Regions from separate parts of the Gossypium hirsutum genome. Here region 2 is linked to region 1. A link is a contact called in public Hi-C data. All regions are on one chromosome and are shown on one strand. Each heading gives the region's core, a stretch centred on a gene start, on an enhancer-like site or on the middle of the called end of the contact. The rest is flanking DNA. Distances are from core to core; before and after follow the strand shown.

Region 1 (7,423 bases), core at 2,836-5,335:
ATCACGAAAAAATATACAATTCGAAACTCATCAATTTAGTTGGAGGTTGGTATTAAGAAGATAGAAAATCATATTTATCTAATAGAAATCATGTATTCTGAAGAATAATTTGGTGGAGAATTTGAGCGGAGACGATATGGAATTAAAACAATAAATTTCGAGGTGCGTGATGCTTTTTAAAGAGAACAATTTGTCTCTACACAAAATTGCTAGAGGGTTAAGACAAAGGTCTTCCCAAGATACAACTAAGTTTTTTGATTTCCTTTGATTAGCAAAATCAAGTTATTTCTTAATTTTTACTTTAATTTCTGAAATTGAATTGAATGTAATAATTATATTTTGAGTGTCATAGTTCTTCTATTTATATGCATTCAGTGGACACTATTGAAGAGATAACTCTTTGTATTGGACATACTTTTGAAAAGAAATATGTTCAATGAAAATTAAATGTATCCATCAGATGAATGAATCATCATTTTTTAACCTGAATAAGTACTCATGAATCACACTAATTGATACATTAATAATATCTAAATTTACTATCCACAATTTTCAACATAATTTAATAAAAAGAAATCAAGGTTTTTACAAGAAGAAGTCTCTATTCGGTTCAATTGGAATTGTTGGTATAAATGTAAAATAAAATAGTGGCTGACAAATTTAATAAAGAAAAGGGCCGTAGAATGTTCAAACTTATTTCATACTTAAAAAATAAAATGGACGTTTTTATTAAATTGGATTACAAGTTATTCGGTAAAACTATAAATAAAATAAAAATAGTTTATTCATTAAGAAAAATGAAATCAATAAAAAATTAGATAAAATACAAATATATCATGTAACAATATAATCTTTCTCCTAATTTTGTCAACTGTTGAATAGTAGAGTGAAAAAGAAAGAAGTTTATTAACGATTTATGATGTAAAAAATATCATTGATGAGTTAAGCTGACTGTTTAACGGACCAAAAATGGATTGGATTAGTATGAAAAAGTTAAATCAGGTTAAAAATTTATTGAATTGAAAATATATTAGCTAATCAATTTGACCACTAATTCAGTTTTGAAAATTTTGTCACCCCAACTCATAAATAAGAGGATAATGCATTTCAACACGCACTCGAACTCACATCCTCCTGTATTGTCAACAATATCTATACCAATCGAGTTAAGACTCAATCTACCTCATTATTAAATTTAACTATGATGAAAATTTCAACATTTCTTTAATACTTCAAAACAAAATAGAAATAATAAGAAAAAAAAATCTAGTATATAAAAACCTTAGATTACATTTTATACGATCAACTATGCAATATTTGAAAAATATTTTATCTTTTGACTTAGATTGGATAGAGTTTATATTGTACGCACAAATTTCATTAAGATAATATATTTTGGTTAAGTTAATATCTCGAGTTAATTAAATATAAATTTAATTGGTAAATGATATTTCTTTTTATAAAGTATGAATATTATTATAGGGTACTTATTTTTGTTATTATTTTTTTATTTTTATATAAAATTTATAAAAAATTAATTTAAACTCAAAATAAATTTAAAAAAATAAAATATATGGTAAGATTTAAACCTAAAATATCATAACCTCTAAAGCTTCAATTTTACCATTTTAGCAGAAAGACTCATCTATTTTTTACATGTTTTTTTTATAAATATATTTTTTACATAAACTTTTCACTCAACTTGTAAATGTACCGTAATCTAATATATATATATATAATTGTTTTTATGATATATACAATTAAAAATGACCATTATAAACACTAAATTGAAAAATTAACTCAACAACTAACTCAAAGTAACTAATAATATGTATATCTATAATTAGACTATATAAAAAAATATCTAGTTGATGTTGTGAATAATGGTTTAATCATGTTATATTTTAAGTTTTGAATGATAGTTAAGAAAGAAAAAGGACTCCCTAATTAGTTGGTATACTAAGAAAACTTAAACCGAGAAAATTTTAATGAAAAATAAAAGTTTGTTGATTTAGTGTTAAAAGTATTAGGTTGTAGGTATAAAGGTTTGGGTTTAATCTCAAATAACTCCAAGTCTTACATTCAATTATAAAAATTAAAAAAATTAATTTTCTTTTATGTATATAAACTTTCAAAAATGAGAAAAGATTATATGAAACTATGATTCCATAGCATCTCTATCCCTTTCTAATAAGAGAATGACAAATTAAAATTTTCCTCTTGAAAAAATTCAGATCCAACTAAAAGTGCTAAAAATCAAGAAGAAAAAGTTAATTTGTCATTCTCCTATTGGAAAGGGATAGGGATGACATGGAATCATGGTTTCATACAATCTCTTCTCTTCAAAAATATGTTAGAACAAAATAAAAAAACTAGCATTTATTTAAGTTCAAGAATATTATTTTTTATTTTGATATTTATAAATTTTAATAATTAAATTTAAATAATTTTTATTATCTAAATAGTAAATTGAATCGTACTGAATTAACTCTAAATATTAAAAAATTATCTTAAATTCGATTTAATTTGAATTAATGTGTCTATGCAAGCCATATGCAAAATTAACTTCTAGGGTTTATGGTAGCAAACGTTTGTAAATTATTATTTAGATTTTAAAACATTGTAATTGAGTTTTTAAAGTATCATTTTCTTATCAATTAGATTCTTCAATTTTGACGTTAAATGCTACTTTAGGACTAATATGAAACATATTTAAAACACATGGATCAAATTTTAAGTACTTATATATCTACTGTAGGCAGGGATGTTCATTGTTCGGTTAAAATTGAATTAATTGACCGAACCGATTTAATTCGGTTAATCGGTCGATGGCTGAATTAATTCGGTCGAAAATCGGTTAATGATTTTTTAAAATTTTGATTATCAGTTATTTCGGTTCGAAATCGGGTAATTAACCGAATTAATCAAAATAAATAATATATTATATAATATATTTTTTATATTAGCAATGTATTTTTCGAACTATTATTTTTTATATTAATCAAAATAAATAATATATAACATATAATATATTTTTTGAACTATTAAAAAAAATGAACATTAACAATGTATTTTTTTATATGTTTTATACTTATTTTAACCAAAAGATAAAAACATATAAATTTCAATTAATTTGATTAACCGACTGAATTAACCAAAATATTTCGGTCCGGTTAATATATTTGAAAAAAAATTAGTTCGATTAGCAATTAAAGATTTTTACATTTCGGGTAATTCGATTAATAATCGAACTGACCGTTTGAACACCGCTAACTGTAAAGGTAGTTTGAATTTAGCATATTAAAAAAAAAGAAAACAGAATGATTTATTTGTCATTCCAACTTTACAAAAAAAAATCATTTTAACTCTCCATTTAATTTTTCATTTTTTTAGCTTTTAAATTTGTGTTGTTTGTCAAATCACCCCAAAATAGATGAAAAGTTAGCTATCGTGGGATAAACGTAGATGTCATATCAACCATTAATAAATTTTTTTAAATTTGAAAAATGTAAAAAAAAAAATTTTAAAAATTAAAAATAATATTTTTAATTTTTTAACTTACATGGCATACATGTAGTGATCCACGTGTATGTCACGTTAACAAAGTTAACAAATATTAATTTTTTCATACATTTTAAGGTGATTTGACAAACAATATAAGTTTAAGGGTTAAAATAGGTGAAAAATTAAATGAAGGACTAATTAATATATATTTTATAAAGTTGGAAGGCTAAAAGAATTTAATATCCCTAAAAAAACACAATATCATTAAAATTTAGTAGTAATAATTTTTTAACACATTGATGAAAGTTGTTCACGTGACGTGGTTAAAATTGGATTCATTACTTGGAATTATATCAACAACATCCAAACTAATGGATAGGCTAATATGATGTTATATTTTGAAGTTTAAAAATTAATTTATAATTTAGGTCATAATTTGGGGAGCTGTAGTGCAATTAACCCTAACTTTTATAACATCTATGAAGTGTAAAATACGCCGACATTTTGAAACAAAAAAGGGTTTGATTTCGCGGATGATTTTGTTATTTTAATAATAGAAAATTTAATTAATAAAAAGGAAGAAAGAAAACTAAAAGGAACTGAAAATACTCGTTTTGTTATCTTTGTTTAATGTTACAGCTAATTATTTTCCTTTCTTTATGACGAAAAATTATAATTGACAGAATTACAAGGTTTTATAGTTTCCTCAATTATCAACAGCTGCAGTGAAGATCCTCCAACTCCTTAACAGCAAAAGAAATCCCAACACATTAATGCCTTAATTGCAGGCTTTTAACCTTTTTCTTTCCCTTCTATCAAACCACAACTCAAAGCTCTCACCTCTTTTGTCCCTGTCCCTGTCCCCCTCTCTCTCTCTCTCTCTCTCAAGCTCACAACTTTGGTTTTCTTTTCTGAGCAGTTCACCGGCGTCGACCTCGCCGGGATCTGGTCGGGAAGTTTCACCGGAAAAAGAGAATGAACCTCAATTGAGGCTTTTCCCTTTTCAGCATTCTGTTTATAAGCTAAAGGAACTTGGTTCTTTTTTCTTTTTTTTTTGGATCATTTTGAAAAGAAGGCTTTTCTGGGGAGTAGTTAGTGGAGATTTAGCTGAAACCGAATCATAAGAATTCTGGGTTTTGCATATTTGGATAATGTATGTTGAGAGTTTACGGGGTTTTGGCCAAAATAAGTAAGTTTTTTAAATCTGGGTTTGTCTTTTTTAAGCTTTAGTTTTGCTTTTGGTAAGCTTGGTGGAGCTGTTGTTTCTAGCTAAGGTTTTTGTTATTATCTTAATTCAAAAGTTTGGTTACAAGGGAAGTTTAGAGTTCAAGGAGTTGGTGGTTAAGTTTATTAAAATTTTCAGAAATCACCATATCTTGGGAAAAGAAAACCCAAAATTTCAGAGGTTTTTTTTTTTTTGCATTATAATTGATTAAAAAAGCCTGAAGATTTGGATCAAGTGGGGGTGAAGTTTGAGGTGAAAAGGGGTAATTTACAATGTGCAGAGTAGAAGAGACAAGTGGAAAGTGTGATTACAGGAAACAGTGGGAAATGAAAATTAAGATGTTTGGGGAAGGGAAAGTGGAGAAGTTAAAGAATTCAATGGTTTCAAGGTCTAGAATGAAGCTATGGATGATAAGGGCATTAACCACAATTTTGATATGGACATGCTTTGCTCATTTGATGACATTAGGCGAATTTTTTGGTCCCAAGTTGCTCAAAGGCTGGCCTTCTTGTTTCACTCATTCTACTTCTGAGTTGCCTTTGGTTGCTCCTGAATTGTCTTCTATTCCACCAAAACTCATTCTTCCACCGAAAAGTAAGTTCTCAAAAGTTCCTTTCTTTTTATTTGCGATTTCTTGAGTATGCAATGATTGATTTTAATTAATCGCCATTTCTTCAATATTTGGTGTTTGTTTGTTTGTTTGTTTGTATGTATTTCTTGTGAACAGGCAATTTTTTCTGTCAAAGATGCCTTCTTAAGTCCTTAACAAAGACTTTGCTTTTTATCATCTTTTTTCCCCCTTTTTCTTATGTCAATTAACCTGTGAATCTTTTGCTTGCCTTATCAGCTATTAAAGCCTTTATGGGGCTTTCTGCTTTTTCCCTTTGATGGAAATTGAAGAACCCCCCCCCCCCCCAATCAAGTTGTCTATGACTACTGTTCTTATTTGATGACTGTTTTTTTTTACAGGGTTATATAAGAATAATGGTTATCTTATGGTTTCCTGCAATGGAGGACTCAACCAAATGCGAGCTGCGGTAAGTTGATTTTTTCATCTCAGCATCATTTGGAATTTCCTTGTTTCACTGTCTGTTTTTTAGCTCATAACTTTCCTGTTCAGATGCTAACCATTTCATGTCTTTTCCGGCTTCTGTTCTGCAGATTTGCGACATGGTTGCCATTGCCAGATACCTAAATGTCACACTTATTGTTCCTGAACTAGATAAAACCTCTTTCTGGAATGACCCTAGGTACATACTATCTATTTAATCTTTGTTTTTGGATTCGAATTATGAGCTGCAATTCAAGATGATCCTCAAATTGATTGTTTATAAATTATGATCAGTGAGTTTAAGGACATTTTCGATGTTGATCACTTCATTACTTCCTTGAGAGATGAGGTTCGGATATTGAAGGAATTACCACCCCGAGTTCAGCATCGAGTTGACCAAGGAATGTTCCTCTCTATGCAACCGATTAGTTGGTCCGATATTTCTTATTATGCTCATCAGGTTAGTTGCCTATCGATTAAAGATGGAATAAGCTTTGCTGTCCTGGTATTGTTTGCAATTCGTTGTATTGCATCTAATTCTGGAGTCATTGTTACCAGATTCTTCCTCTTGTGCAAAAGCACAAAGTTGTACAGTTGAATAAAACTGATGCTCGGCTTGCAAATAATAACCTACCACCCGAGATTCAGAAGTTGCGCTGCCGTGTAAATTTCAATGCGCTTAAATTTACTTCTCAAATCGAGGAATTGGGTAGAAGGGTTGTCAAGATTTTGAGGGAAAAAGGCCCTTTTCTCGTGCTTCATCTCCGATATGAAATGGACATGTTGGCTTTTTCCGGCTGCACTCATGGTTGCAACAGCGATGAAGAGGAAGAACTTACAAGGATGAGGTATGCTGTAAGCCTTTTTTGTCATTCCCACAACAATAAATTATGTCATCTCTTTACTAATTACAGCAAATCCGGTATTATTAGGTATGCTTATCCCTGGTGGAAGGAAAAAGTAATAAATTCAGAAATGAAAAGGAAAGAAGGTTTGTGCCCTTTGACACCCGAAGAAACTGCTCTAGTATTAAGAGCGCTCGGTATTGACCGCAATGTTCAAATTTACATTGCCGCTGGAGAAATATATGGTGGAGAGAGACGGATGGCTCCGTTGGCAGAAGCATTTCCTAATTTGGTCAGTAAGATGTATGTTCGGCATCTACAATGCATGTTATATGTGATCTAACAGTCGGCTTTTCTTGCACAACAGGTCAGAAAGGAGACTCTGCTAGTTCGATCGGACTTGAAGTTCTTCCAAAACCACTCATCCCAAATGGCAGCGTTGGATTATCTAGTTTCCTTAGAAAGTGATATATTCGTTCCTACATATGACGGAAACATGGCCAAGGTTGTCGAAGGCCATCGGAGGTAAACACATCTGACACTCTCGCATCAATTCTTGTACTTACAATTCGGATCTTTTACAAAAATATTACAAAAAAAATAAAAAAAAATACCAAAAGAATATTAATTTTTTTTATTTACCAAAATAATACAAAAAAAAAACATGATAGCCTGGTGGAGGGCCTGCCACAGGCGGCACAGGACTGAAATGTAATGATCTAAAGTATTCAAGGACCTGATACGCAAATTTACCATTTTGAGAAAAGAAAGTGAAATGGTGCCGCTCCGGCACTAAAC
Region 2 (7,423 bases), core at 1,502-4,001, 97 kb before region 1:
AAATCTTTCAATTCCTTTGTTCGAAAACCAACCTTCTTGAAATTGGCATGTAGGTGTCTAACACAGTGTCTTGTTTCTGCATTAGGAAACAACATACATATTGCTTTTAAAAGTCCCTGCAATTAGAACAAATATAGTTTAATTTTTTGACAAACCCTAAACCCTAAATAGAAACAACATAAAAAATAAATAAATGGAGTTTTACCTTTTGTTTGTCAGACATGAAAGATATTTGGTACGATCTCACAATTTCCAATTCTATTGCAAGCAACTCCAAAAACCAAAGCCATGATGCTTGGTTTTCACTTTCGACAACAGCATATGCAAGATGATAGATGCCATTATTTGCATCTATCCCAACAGCTGCAAGCAAGTAGCCACCATAGTAGCCCTTCAAGAAACATCCATCTAAACCTACTATACTCCTACAACTAGCCCTATAGCCATCTTTGCATGCCTGCAGATAGACAAACATCCTTTGAAACAACCTGTTATCCAGATAACAGATAGTTATTATTCCCTCATTTTGGGTCTTAACCTCCAACAAATACTCATAAATATTCTCATATTGAACCTTATGAGCTCCTTCAATTAATTCCAATGCCCTAAGTTTAGCCCTCCTACATTTGGTTAGTGAGACTATGCAATACAAATATCTTTTAACATATTGTTGTAATGATTTCAGAGAATAAATAGGATTAACAATGAATTTTTCTTTATAATGTTCACCTATTCAAGCTGAGATTACATTCTTATTTTTATAGACTTTAGAAAAAGTATGATTAGGGTTTGAACTCTTAATTTGCCAAGTCTGGTCAGTAGGGTTATCAGGGTTTAGTCTAGAGGCCTATATGAACCAAGAACATTTTTCACTGCAGAATGCTTTTAACCTTTTTAAATCAATTTTGGGAAACTTAATAAAATAACTATTCAACCTACCATACTGCTTGGCAACTTCTTTTAGAATGTCTTTAGACTTAAATAACATTCCAACCTTAAGTCTAGGATTACTCATGTCAATCTATAGGTTGAACTCAGGCCAATTTTGGCTATTTGAGTCAGATTCATGTGCACTATCTAACCTCTCAGAATCATCACTATCACATGGTTCACCTATTTCTATACCATCCATGTTTAAACCATATAAATTAACTCTTATCTTATTAGACACATCACTTTCAGATGCATCACTACCAGACACATCACTGCTAGACATTTCTTCTTCATTCTCATTAAATTGTCATCAATTAAACCTGCCAAACAAATTACTCATCAATAAAGGCAGACAACATAGGCAAACACTTTAACCATTTCTGTCAGACAATAACCAATACAAAATAATTTAATACAAACACAACCATTTCTGCCATGCACATGGTAGACAACTAATACAAAAATAATTTAATACAAACACAACCATTTTTGTCATGCACATGGCAAACAATAACATACAATAGCCAGTACAATATAGAAGGTAAATAACAAATTTGATATTGCCACATACAATATAGCAGCTTGGATACAAACAATGGCAGATATAAACAATAAACATCAGTTTGATAATGGTATTCATACAATGGCAGATAAAACAATAAACATCATGCACATGGCATATAATACACATTATATGTCATTCACTTTAATAACCAAAACCTAATCTGTCATGCACATTAATAACAAATAAAACCAAAATCGAAATAACCCTAGATCAAAATCCAATTCGAAATCAAAATCGAAATCGAAATCGAAATCGAAATTGAAATCAAAATCAAAATCAAAATCAGTGAGTGTTTCAAAATTGAAATCAAAATCAAAATCAAAATCGAAATCGAAATCGAAATCAAAATCAAAATCAAAATCAAAATCAAAATTGAAATCGAAATAACCCTAAATCTAAAAAATAAAAAACTAAATGCAACAACTTACCAGTTAAAGTGGATGTAACAACATTGTCAGCTTCTCTTCTATTGCCCATTGTCGCTGAGAATCAGAAACACTGAATGGTTTCTGATTTCTTCTTCTTTTCTCCCCAAACAAAAAAGACCAATCGTACCCTAAACCCTTATACCCTGTTAATCGATTATTGAATCGATTTCTAACCCTAAACCCTTTTTAATCGATTCCCGAATCAGTTTCAACCCTAAACCAACCCAAATCACAATCAAAATTTCCCCAAATCGATTTTCTTTTTTCCCCCCAAACCTCTTTAATCCTAATCTATTTCTAATTTTTTACCCCTAAACCCCATAACCCTTCAAATTTTCCCTAAACCCGCCCCAAACCAAGACCCATCAGTCGCTTCACCAACGTGGCAAGTTAACTTGCCACGTCAGCGGTCCGTTAACACCCTAACGGAAATTGTTAATCAGTGACTATTTTCTTACTTTTTTATAACGTTAGTGGCTGTTTGTAACTTTTTAAAAGTTGAGTGACTAAAATGAAACCTAGGTGACTGTTTTGTTAGCTACCCCAAAGTTGGGTGATTGTTGGTGAAATTTACCCCTTTTTTAAATTATAAAAGTTAAAAAAATGGAAACAAATATAAATTTTTTTATAAAGATTTCCTTTAAAAATTTTCTGGCGTACTCTCAACACATTCCTGCTACCAGGCAAGCTTCCCACTGTCTGTCTGTCTCTACTGTGCAAGGCCTACCACAGAAATTAAGGTAGGTAAAATTTTAAACCCTAATTTTAGCTTCATTGATTTCTACTATTTCACGCTTGATTTTCAAGCTTAAAGACTGTTTTTGAGGTTTGCCGACCATCGCGGCCGTGACAACACTATTTGAAACCCAATTATTGGTATTTTATTTGCCTTGTTGCTCATATGGATTTTGATTGCTTTATATGGGAATACAAATGGTATTTACAAGTTATGACCTCCCTTCTGATTTCCTCCATTTTTAATGGTAAGTTTTTAGGCAATGGGGTTTCAAAGTAAAGAACCAAGCTTACAAGCTGAGAATACAACGGATGATGATGATGATGTAACAGTTTTTAGGCAATTTGAGTCTGAATCATATGTGTTGGGTCTAAATCATATTTGAAGTTAGTGGAGCCATCGAAGAATGCTGTAAACAATCGTGAAGGCCTTATTGATAAGCTCAAAGATATTGGCTGCAATTTTTTATAATTTTTAATATTTTTATTACTTTAAAATAAATCTATATTAAAAAATGAAAAATTCTAATTTTTTTTATATTTTTAGAATTTTTAAATAAATATAACACAAATTGCTTGATTTTTTGAATGGCCCAACCTTAGTGTGCCATGTGACAAAATTGATGGCAAGTTAACATTGTCAAAAGTCTTGAACTTAAATTGGGTCTTTTTTTTTTATATAATAACCCAAAATTTTAATTTATCCAAACCTCTTAGAAAATCCAAGCTAGGTGTTGTATAAGCTCATGCTATGCTTCCAAAATAAAATATCAGTATTGGAAACTTTACCGGATATTATATATATGGTATATAAATGTATTTGTATGATATTTATATTATTTTCCTTATATGTTGTGTACTAATTTATATTATTCAATTTTTAAAACATTAAATTATAAAATATATTTATATAATTTATCATGGTGATCTAATTTTGAGAAAAATCATTTTATTATTTAATTAATTTTATTTACAATGATAGTAGTTGCTAGTGTTAGTGAAATATTTTAATTTTATTGGCAGGATTCAAATACTATTATATGTATTTTTCTAATTTTTGAATTTTTTTACGGCACTTTTAAAATCTCGAGTTTAAAAATTTTACTCGAATATCAAATAATTTTTCTTATTTTTATGTGATACATTTAAATTCAAATATTTGACATATAGGTAGTGTTTAGAAAGTCACTTAGTAATTGAATTTGAGTGTAATTGCTTGTAATTATACAATGATGACATGTTTGGGTAACTATTATAACAGATGAGTTCCACCAAATTGGGTGTAGTTGGAGCACCCCAATTACACTTTCTAATTCTTAGAGAGAAAGTTATAGACTATTTGGAATGTGAACCTAAATATTATAAGGTTGGTGCTACTTATGCATAGATTTTTTTTTGCACCATATCGTGGGGTATAATACCATTTGAAAGAATGGTGTCATGAATAAGTACTATAGACAATTCACGAACTCTTTAATTTGAGACATTTAAGGCTTTGAAATGTAGTTGAGAATACATTTGTTATTCTAAAAAAAAAAATTCTCATATTAACAAAATAACCTTAGTATAGTAAAAAAAACAAAGTTGGATCGTAGTAATATGTTGCATATTTCATAATTTCAATAATAATAAGTGGAATTGAGATTATCCATACTTTGAAGAGTACATGGAAGAAGGATATCTTGATAATCTTTGTAACACCCCAAACCTGGTCTAGACGTTATGGCCGAATCTGGAAATGTTACGAAGAAGGGTTTCAAATCCAATCTTATCATGTTAAAAACCCTGTATAGTTTATTAGTAAAAGAGTCCACATTTTATAAAACATATTATTATTATATTTAGTAACGAAACTATCAACAATTTGCTCTTTCAGAAAACATAATTTGCAGCGGATGTTTTAAAAGTATTTATATTTGAAAATCGAGCTTGTGTTTTCAAAAAAACACTTGTTTGCGTAAAACCATTGTTTTATCATACGTTGCAGGATAAAAATCAAAACACATCCAAATCCAAAAATTATAAACAAGTAGTCCAAAAAGTCCCAAAATTACAAAACTCTCAAGGAAAATCTAGAAAATTAAATAAATTATTAATTAAAAACAGTTCACAGACTAGTGGTCACCACTGAGCCTCCGTTGCACCAATCTGCCTATGCTTGAGGATTACCTAAACAGAACAGACAAATAGATGTGAATTTTTAAAAAATCAGTGTGTAACTTAACGAAAACATACATACATATATTCTTAGATTTCCCACATAGCAGAACAGATACAGACATAAATCCTTAACAGAATCAGATTATCTCAGAATCATGCAGATATGCAAAGTCTTACCCCTATCCTCTACACACCAACTCTGACCATCTCAACACACTATGTGGGGTATAAAACACTCACCCAGCCTTGCACATCACAAAGTGTCCGTACGACACTTGTCAGAATAAGTTGCAGCCATGCTGCCAGTATATTGGCGACATGTCGCCTCATAGAATACGTCCTCCACATATACATATCCCACCCCATACACACATGCAGATAACAGAATAACAGATATGTCAAAACTAACATGTCTCGCATGCTCATATACATAAATTACACATGTTTATACATAATAATCAGATCATACATATCGTATTTCATCATACTCAACCCAATCTACTAGAGTAGCAGATTTCATGCTTTAGGGTTTGTTTTGCCCTTACCGACCTTACGGAAGGCCCATAGTCAATGGAAATGACATGTGCGACCATAGGGAAAAATTCTAAATTTTGGGCCCATGGGCCCATGTGGCCCACAGCCACACGCCCGAATTAGCCTAGGTTGTGTGACCCACACGGCCACACACACACCCATCATACGGCCGTGTGCGACTACACAGTCGAGCACACGCCAGTGTGGGGTCGATAGGCTAGTTTTTCGGCTTTCGTCGATCGACGTTTTCTTGCGTTCTCGTTACACATCTGGCTCATTTTTTATGTGAAAGCAATCTCGAGACAACCGAAACCTACAATCCATCAACAAAATGCCGAAAATCAATCTTAATTCCTCAATTCCAATTGAGTCACCACTCGAATAAAACACAACCAAAAGCAAAATTTTAACAAAAAGATTGCGCTAAAACATTTCAAAAGCTTACCCATGACTACAATAGCCTCTAATTTTACTACACAACCGGAGAGTCTCGGATTTCCTGAAAATCACTTAACAAAATGGTATACTGAATCAACTTTATATACCAACAGAAAATTGAAACATTAACTAAGACTCCTTCAAAACTACAACAAACCCTTACTTACGAAGCAGCACGAAGAACCCAAAAAATTGAAGTATTGTGATTGAATGAAAAAAATGGTGATAGAATCAAAAGGGAAAAGAAATGAAATTAATTGTAATAGAGAGGGGAAAAGAAAAAAAAGGTCAAAGGAATTTTGGGGAAAAATAAAATAAGAAAAAAACTAAAATTAAATTAAAATTCTTTACTTCGAAATAAAATCCTACTACATCCCAACTCTCCACTAACTCATTAACCACATAATCCTACCAAATTTGACACCTCAATCCACATCCAACTACCTCAGAATTTTAACTCTATCGAACCTCTGTCAGCCAACCGAAGCAAAAATTATCATCCACACTTACACTGGAATTCAAACATGAAACCTTCAGGCAAGCTAACACCTTAGAACTTGAACCAATAGGCTCATTCTGATATGATTTGACTAGAAATAAAATAATGAATAGACTAGGATAAAAAATAATATATTTTTCAAAAGTGAGACTTAAGCCCAAGACCTCAAACACACATCCAAAACACTTAGCCATTGAAGCAAATACATATTTATAAAAAATTTATGACAAATTTCACAAAAACAAAATTAAATAAATTAGGGTGTTACAATCTTAATGATGTAAATTTAAATTCATATGATGATGAACTTGATCAAGGACCAACAAATGATGATTAGGAGTATAAGTTAAATATTAAAGAGAGAATAATTCAAAAAATATGCACTAGAGCAATTAGATAAATTTGCATATAATTTTTATTTTTCTTGCTATTTTTAGTAATTTTATTATCAACTTTTTTATAGATTAACATAATATATATTATGATTTAATTTGTACTACCCAGTATGATATAGATAATTACGATATAATTACACTTCATCAGCCAAACATGTTTAGGAAATTATAATTTTATGTAATTACAAGATACTGTAACTACTACCCTAATAATTATAATTTCATTTAATTACTCTGTATGGTCTAAACAAACCCATAATATTATTAAAATCGAATTCTAATAATAATAATAATAATAAAAATAAAAAATAGTAATAATAATAATAGAATTTAATGTTGATAATAAATAAAATTAAATTTTAAGAAGAAATTTGATCACAAGGTAGTATTTATCATAATAACATTTTATTAAAGTAATAATAAATTATTTTCTTCTTTTTCATTACATTAGACAAAAAGATTGTTGTGTATATAATTAAAAAACAAAGTATATATATAAGTCCATTTTCCAGTCAATTAAATTTACAGCTAGGATGTATTATATTGTTCCAAAGGCAAGAAATTTTTTTGAATAATACATCTAAAATTATAGTGCAAAGTAATTGAATAAAAGTGTAGTTATTAGGATAGTAATTAAATTATTTTTGTAGGTACTAAGAATTGTAATTCTCTAAATGTGTTTGGTTGACAAAGTATAATTACATTGTAATTACAAATTTTAATTACATAGTTACAT

Evidence for each region. Hi-C and Micro-C count contacts between places; a contact is called where the count stands out from the background.
Region 2: a contact with region 1 is called in a Hi-C map of fibers, with 2.1 times the contacts expected there. The contact joins the enhancer-like site here to the promoter of LOC107954885 in region 1. A contact is called at or near these places in 13 of 34 Hi-C or Micro-C datasets (anther, callus, fibers and 4 more).

Annotation. Positions count from the first base shown.
Region 1 is chrD07:47,311,502-47,318,924 of Gossypium_hirsutum_v2.1, reverse strand. LOC107954885 (rhamnogalacturonan I rhamnosyltransferase 1) reads left to right here and starts at 4,085. Exons shown (of 8, transcript XM_016890570.2): 1 at 4,085-5,323; 2 at 5,699-5,766; 3 at 5,891-5,979; 4 at 6,075-6,240; 5 at 6,339-6,628; 6 at 6,713-6,917; 7 at 6,993-7,150. The coding sequence starts at 5,002.
Region 2 is chrD07:47,407,074-47,414,496 of Gossypium_hirsutum_v2.1, reverse strand. No RefSeq gene overlaps it. Among protein-coding and RNA genes, the nearest start is that of LOC107954886, 27 kb to the left of the region's middle. Within about 2 kb of position 2,751, at least 6 of the 9 cell types and tissues checked have an H3K27ac peak or open chromatin away from gene starts, as enhancers often do. A contact at or near this core is called in fibers, where this site is marked.